2 separate regions of the Triticum aestivum genome follow, and region 2 is linked to region 1. The links are chromatin contacts, called in public Hi-C maps. All regions are on one chromosome and are shown on one strand. The core of a region is the stretch at or near the end of the contact, and the rest is flanking DNA. Distances in the headings are between cores, read along the strand shown. Region 1 holds the start of LOC123049358 (arogenate dehydratase 1). Region 2 holds the start of LOC123053221 (histidinol dehydrogenase, chloroplastic).

What was found. A called contact is a pair of places that touch in the nucleus more often than the background predicts.
Region 2: a contact with region 1 is called in a Hi-C map of leaf, with 6 times the contacts expected there. The contact joins the promoter of LOC123053221 here to the promoter of LOC123049358 in region 1. A contact is called at or near these places in 2 of 5 Hi-C or Micro-C datasets (both in leaf) and 1 of 1 datasets of contacts at active chromatin or transcription factors (leaf).

What each region holds. Positions count from the first base shown.
Region 1 is chr2D:374,416,554-374,419,961 of IWGSC CS RefSeq v2.1, forward strand. LOC123049358 (arogenate dehydratase 1) reads right to left here and starts at 1,624. Exons shown (of 1, transcript XM_044472284.1): 1 at 142-1,624. The coding sequence starts at 1,527. The coding sequence ends at 277.
Region 2 is chr2D:374,674,885-374,678,292 of IWGSC CS RefSeq v2.1, forward strand. LOC123053221 (histidinol dehydrogenase, chloroplastic) reads right to left here and starts at 1,560. Exons shown (of 15, transcript XM_044476663.1): 1 at 1,345-1,560; 2 at 1,118-1,209; 3 at 899-1,011; 4 at 751-803; 5 at 589-661; 6 at 180-281; 7 at 1-91. The coding sequence starts at 991.

The DNA.
Region 1 (3,408 bases), core at 374-2,873:
CTCTCAGTTTATTGTTTAATTTTGTATAAGCATTAGGACAGTCCCAATGGATCGTATGTCATCTTGTACTAGCATTTCATAGGTGTATGGATATAATTCTCCCTGTGGATCGTATTTTACTCAGCGAAGGACAGGGGTTCATCTATCTCGCAAGTCACAAGTATATTTACTGAGGTCTAATCAGCTCAACTGGCACTATTACACGTACTGTGACAAGAAAATGAAGAACACGATTAATTACTCGATGGAGATCTTAATTAACTCTATCGAATCCATTCAAGAAGACGAATAAGCCGACGAGGATTCAGATGAGGCAACGCCGGCAGCCATAGGTGTCATGTCCATGGGGTAGCTCCCGAGCACCCGCAAGAATGACGTGAACTCCTGCACCTCAGCGAGTGCATTCTGCACGCGCGGGTCGGCGAGGGAGGCCTGGAAGTCCACGTAGAACATGTACTCGAACTGCTTCGGGGCGGTGCTGCTGTCGGCAAGGCGGATGGGCCGGTGCGGCCGGCTCTCGATCTTGGTGAGGCTGATGTCACGGAAGGCGAAGGCGGATAGCACCTTGAAGAGCACGGAGGTGCCCTCCTTGTCGTGCGCGAACACGATGCTGGTCTTGAAGGGGCGGTCCATGCGCGGCACGATGGGCTCCCGGGCCAGCATCACGAACCGCGTGACGTTGCCGGAGTCGTCCTGGATGCCGTCGGCGAGCACCTCCATGCCGTACAGCTCGGCGGCGCGGGAGGACGCGATGGCAGCCGTGTCGCGGAGGCCGTTGGCGGCCACGTACTCGGCGGCGCCGGCCGTGTCGTCGAAGGCCTCGCGGGCAGCGTTGAGGCCGGGCATGCGGGTGAGCGTGTGCTCGCACTGCGCCAGCGCCTGCGGGTGGCTGATGACGCGGGTGATGTCCTCCCTGCGCACGCCCGGGAGCGCGAGGAGGCAGTGGTGCACGGGGAGCTGCACCTCGCCGACGATGTGCAGGCGGTGGCGGAGCAGGAGGTCGTAGTTGCGGTGGATGCTGCCGCCGAGCGAGTTCTCCACGGGGAGCACGGCGCGGTCCGCGACCCAGTTCTCCACGGCCTGGAAAGCCACCTCGAACTGGTCGCACGGGATGGCGTCGGAGCCCGGGTAGGCTTTTGCGGACGCCTTCTCGCTGTACGCCCCAGGCACGCCCTGGTACGCCACGCGCAGCTCCGAGCCGTGCATGGGCGCCGGGGACAGGTCCGCGATCCGCAGGGGCGCCGGCAGGCTGCGTGCGCTGCCATCAACAGTCTTCACAGGGACCAAGTCCAGCACCGCCCCGTTCGAAGCCGCCACCGCCAGCGCGAGGTGTCCGTTGGTGGAGTGGGGGGCGAGCGCGGCCACCTTGCTGGAGAGCACCGCGCAGCTGGTCAGCCACTCCGCCCTGTTCCCGACGACGGCGCCCTGCAGCGAGCTCCTGACCACGCCGCTGCCCCTCCTCGGAGTACGCCCCTGTAGCTTTGGGCTCTGCCCAATGTGCGGCTTGACAAAATTCACGACAGCCATGACTAACCGACCGCACCAATTAGCTCTTCCTCCTCTGTTGCTATTGCTGGTAGAGTGACTAACGAGAAAACTGAAACTGGTTGATGGAGCAGCTTCAAAAGCGAGAAGCTGAGAGGAGAATGGGATGTAGAAGGGCATATTTATAGGCAGCCCTTTGTTTGGTGTGGGTCTCCGGTCCTTTGTTTATTCGAATGATTCAATCCACTCATGGGTGATGGCCCCCCGCGAGGCCGTGACAATGCATCTGCCCTGGCCCTGCTTCCAGGAAATAGGACAAAACATTTATAATTCATGCATACCCCACGTTTTATCCAAGACCCCCACGTTTGTGCATACGTTTGCTCCGGTGTAGAATTATGTAGTGTTTCGACTTGTATATACCTGTAAACCACACTGAGCTTCAAACCAGTTTGGCGTTTCTGTGCCGGAAACGTACAATTTAGGAGACGTTGTGTGTTTGTAGTCTTAGAGAATGAAGGATCCCAAGCCGTTCATGTAGCACATGGTCGATGATAATACTTTTTGTTATGGGCCAAAGTTTAGATTTGACCACTTATGTTAATGCCAGTGGACCTCTTAATTCAGCAATTGCAACCTGATTCAAACTTTACATTAGGTACGGAATTGATTTAGTCAAAATTGTGTGAAAACGACGTGGCACCAATCTCACACACTTTGCACACAAAATGAAAAACTGAAGATACTTGTTAGAGCAGGTCCAGCGACCGTGTCCTCCTCGGAGCCGCGTATTCTGCCACTTAGAGCCATGTCCGACCTGCAAAGGAGGTGTGAGTCTGCAGTGAGGAGGTCGAGGAAGATGGTGGCACCCGAGAGACAGGAGGGAGTCGAGGAGGTTGAGGAAGATGGTGGTGTCGGAGAGATGGGAAACGCCAGGGAGGAAGATTATAACACTAGTCAGTGGGAGGAACAGAGTCCGAGAGAGGAATAGCGAGATACAAAGGTGGAGAGAGATTGAGGTGAGCATTGCGTATGAATATTTTGATTATGTGAATTATTGTTTTGTATCAAATTCTGTTGTGTAGATGTTGTGCCAGAACTAGTGGGGGAGCGAGATTTAGAGAGTGGGTTGGAGTACACAAAGAAATAAATGGGAGGATCATTTGGTGCGTGCAATCAAATGAGAATTGGATGAGTGGTATTTGAGGATTGGATTGGACTTGTTCTTTAATAGAAACAAAATACATTGATATTTTTAAAGGAAAACAGGGGAACACAAGGGAATTGTTTTAAATTGTTTGTGAGCTTTTTTGATTTCATTAGTTTTCTTGTAATGTTTTTTTAATTTCCTTACTTACTACATTTTATTGATTTCCCTTTTTAGAGTCTTCTTTATTGATTTGCTTCTCGGTCACTACATCAGGCATATTTTAATTTAGTGAAGAAAAGAGGTATAAGGACACGAAACATGCGTTCCAGCTGAGAGCAACTCTAGCAGAATAACGAAAATCGAACACTTGTGTACTTATCCCCAATGGTTTGACCTAGGGTTCTTTAATCCTCTCGGCGCGCCGTCGTGAGTTCCCTTCCTCTGGCTTATACCCGATTATCCCCATAATCCTCACTCGCTCCCTCCCTTGCTGAAAGTGCGTTAAGTCGACTAGAGGGGGGTGAATAGGCGATTTTTATGAATTCTTCACTGAGGAATTTCAGGGTGAGGAAATTCCTAAGCAAAGAACTACTTGCAGCAGAATAAGTACTCAGATGCAGACATAACATAACATAAGCACAGTCATCATGATGAAATGAAAACAAACACATAGTATAGAAAGCGTAAGCACGGGATAAGCAGGCTGAAGACAAACTGCTGAAGAAATTGAACTGAGGAGATTGAGAAATTTTTTAGTCAAAGTCTTCAAACAG
Region 2 (3,408 bases), core at 310-2,809, 260 kb after region 1:
TCAATGCAGTTGAAGGCAAGACTGCAGTGCCCCCTGGAACATACAGCCCGACAGAACCAATGCATCTTGTTATCCTTTTACATCTCACGCCCTTCATACATTCGGGAATACACAAATAAATAAGCACAAGCATATAGAAAGGCCAAAGCGTAAATGGGGGCATCAAAGCATTCTCTTACTTTCATATTCTCAACTGTCTTTTCTGGCGACTTTTGTGAAACATGGAAGGCATAAATGTTGTCATACGCCACATCAAAGGCTTCCTTAACAGCTGGATCAAGCTACAAATTTGATGAAGGTGAGACAGCCAAAATCATCTAGCAGATAAAAATACTATTTGAGGACCATCTGAATCTAGACACAAAATATACTAACATCAGGTGTACTTATTTCTAAGGGTTGAAAGCATCTGAATGCAAGTAGATAAAGCCTAGAATGGGGAGCTGCAACTGAAGAAATAAGTAATCAAACAAGCCATGTATCAATATGGTGCGTGGAGAGAAAAAGCCTGAAATTTATCTGCTTGTGACTTTGGTTAAATTAACAAGACAAACAACATAATTTAGATGCACATCACAAGATGAGTACCTCTGCATCTGGGAGATCGCTAACACGCACAACGGCATTATCGAGAGTGACCTTGTCAAACTTTTCTGTATAACTGAATAGACCATGTACAGCAAAGTAAGAAAAACTCTGCAATAGGCCATGAACAGAGCGATGAACGATCAAATAGTACACAACACTTACTCCTTAACCGCAGCATCACCTCTGACGCGCACATCTTCAACAATCGGATTCACCTAATCCCACAAATCCACAAATCCAAATCCTATGGATGTCAGGCTAGGGCAAAATTTCAACTCCATGACCATGAATAATATCACTATTATCTTACCGTGCTGAAAATGGAGGTGAAGTCAATGCGAGGGCGCGCCTTGAGGCCGCTAACCTCGGCATCGCTGAGATCGGACAGCCTATAGGACTTCATCGGGCAGCTAACACTCAGCACTGAAACCACCAAGTAGGCATATCACAATTCCGAGAATCTTATCCAACAAGCTTTATTAGGAAACAAAGGCTACAACAACAGAATACGCAAGTCAAAAGCTCGCACCTTTGGATTTGGGGACCCCGGAGGAGGCAAGACAGGGCCGGTAACCGCGACCAAGGCTGGTACCGCCGGCGAGCTGAGGCGGAGCGCGCAAGCTGCCCATCAACAGAGCCCGATTCAATTCTGTTTCTGAGGCGTTGGAGAATCAGAAGCATGGGGGAAGATGCGCTATGGTTAAGCCGACGGCTAAACCATGACCGACGAATAATACGGAAGGTAGAGAGACGAACCGAAACCAAACGGCGGCGGTGCAGGGTTTCTACGGCCGGCGGCAAAGCGACGCTGTGAAGGAGGTCGCCGCTGTCCGTGACCGTGGTCTACTGTACTGAGTGCTCCGGCAAAGGAGGCGCCGTCTCAAGGGATGGGGAAAACGAGAGACCGGCGGCGCTGAATGGGCCGTAGGTGGCGATGCTTATTTTGATGGGCCCGAGCCTAGGCTGCCCGAGTGCTGCCACACATTTGCAGTTCGGATCGGAGGCCCGATATTATGCCTAAAAAAAGAGAAATAAATCCCCTAAAAAAACTTCAAAGTAAATAATTTTCGCTAAAAAATGCTTTAAAATAAAGTCCTAAAAGATAGCCTTATAAAAACATGAAATAGGAGAAAACTGACTTATACAAAAGATCACATCAACAATGTTCTACGGCGCGACCATCATGTGGTTGGATAGTTAGGAGGACTCTGATATCCCCTGTCCACCGGAGTTCAAAGTCCCAGACTTACATTGTTGCCCGCATTTTACTCTCAAGATAATGTGCTGGCTCAGTTTCTTGGAGATGTTCATAAGGGTAGGGTGTGTATGCGTGCGTTCATAGGGATGAGTGTATGTGTGTATGTATGGCCGTCTGCATCCGTAGTAAGAAAAACATAATTTTATCTTAAAAACAACTTTTATGGTGTTTATCTTGACACAATATACGGTCTAGGTTTAGGGTATTTTGGCATCTTCGCAAAAAATTACCCTATTTGAAACAAGTTTTGGTAGAATATTTACATTTTTTTTCTCACAAAGTTTACCAGACTCCAAATGATTAAAAGAACATGATTTATCTATACTCCTGGACATCAACCAATGACCCTCTCTCTTTCCCATAGAAAATTTCCACTGTCGCTCTCTTGTGTGCCCTCGTTGCGAAATACTCCCTCCGCCCCATAATATAGAGCAACGCTCGATATTAAGTGGCGGAGGGAATAACTCTTTCACACCAAGGTCCTACATAACCAGTCGCCGCTGCTCCATGATGGCCTCAGACATGTCCTTCCCTGCTCGGCTCACACCACTGTTAACTACCTCCAAATTTGTGGTGGGAGCTGGTGTGAGGGGGTTGTGGTAATGGTTTAGAGTGGGGTGAATGGATATACTAGAAACTTCTACTCTAATTTTAATGATGGTAGTTATAAAGCACTAATGAGGTTGCCTAACATGCAATTCGAAAACAAGAGAAACGATTAATCAAGTGGAAGGAAGATATGACATGAAGGTAATGAGTGGTGTTGAAGGATGCAACCATAGAGAGACTTGATGAAGATTTACCAAAGTTCACATAGTTAGCGTTGTTCTACACCTGACTGATGAAAGCTTCGAAACTTTAGTAGTTGAAACTCGATGAAGTTTTAAAAAATTGTGAAAACATATTTAAAAGTGAGCTTGTTTCAAAGCCCACGTCAAAGAAACACAAATATGCAAAATGAAATATAGAAGTCAAAAAGAAAAATATGGGAGACGGGGTGGATGGCACCGGCGGAGCTACAACAAAGCCAGATGGGCCGTGGCCCGCCCAACCCATTGAAAAAACAATGAAGAGTATAGGTAAAGTGGGCCTTTTGAGAGAAAAAATATGTGCTTTCTTTAGCTCCGTCCACCTTTGGCCCGCCCAACCAATTTTGGGTAGCTCCGGCACTTGTGGATGTGGCATGCAATCTCTGCCAAAGAGTGTACCAAAAGCTACATGCAGGAAATAATTAAGCTCTAATTGTAAAACAAGTTCGTAAATCTTGGCGAAATCATGTGGCTACATGCGTGCGTGCTGCAAATCGTCTTCACTGCTGCGAAGGAGTAAACCAAATTTGCGGTTAGTGAGTGTAATAACAAATAAACAGTTGCTTCGTACTGCGATTAGTGTGTTTGAAATGATATATCGAGGCCGTACAACCAATGGACATTTCACCAACATGACACATGGTCAGTATCTTCTGCTGTTCCCGACTAACAATTAACAAACATCCGTTTGTTGGATGAACAGCTAATATTTCTAGATCGCTGGGTCACTCCATGAGGATGCCAGTTACGTAC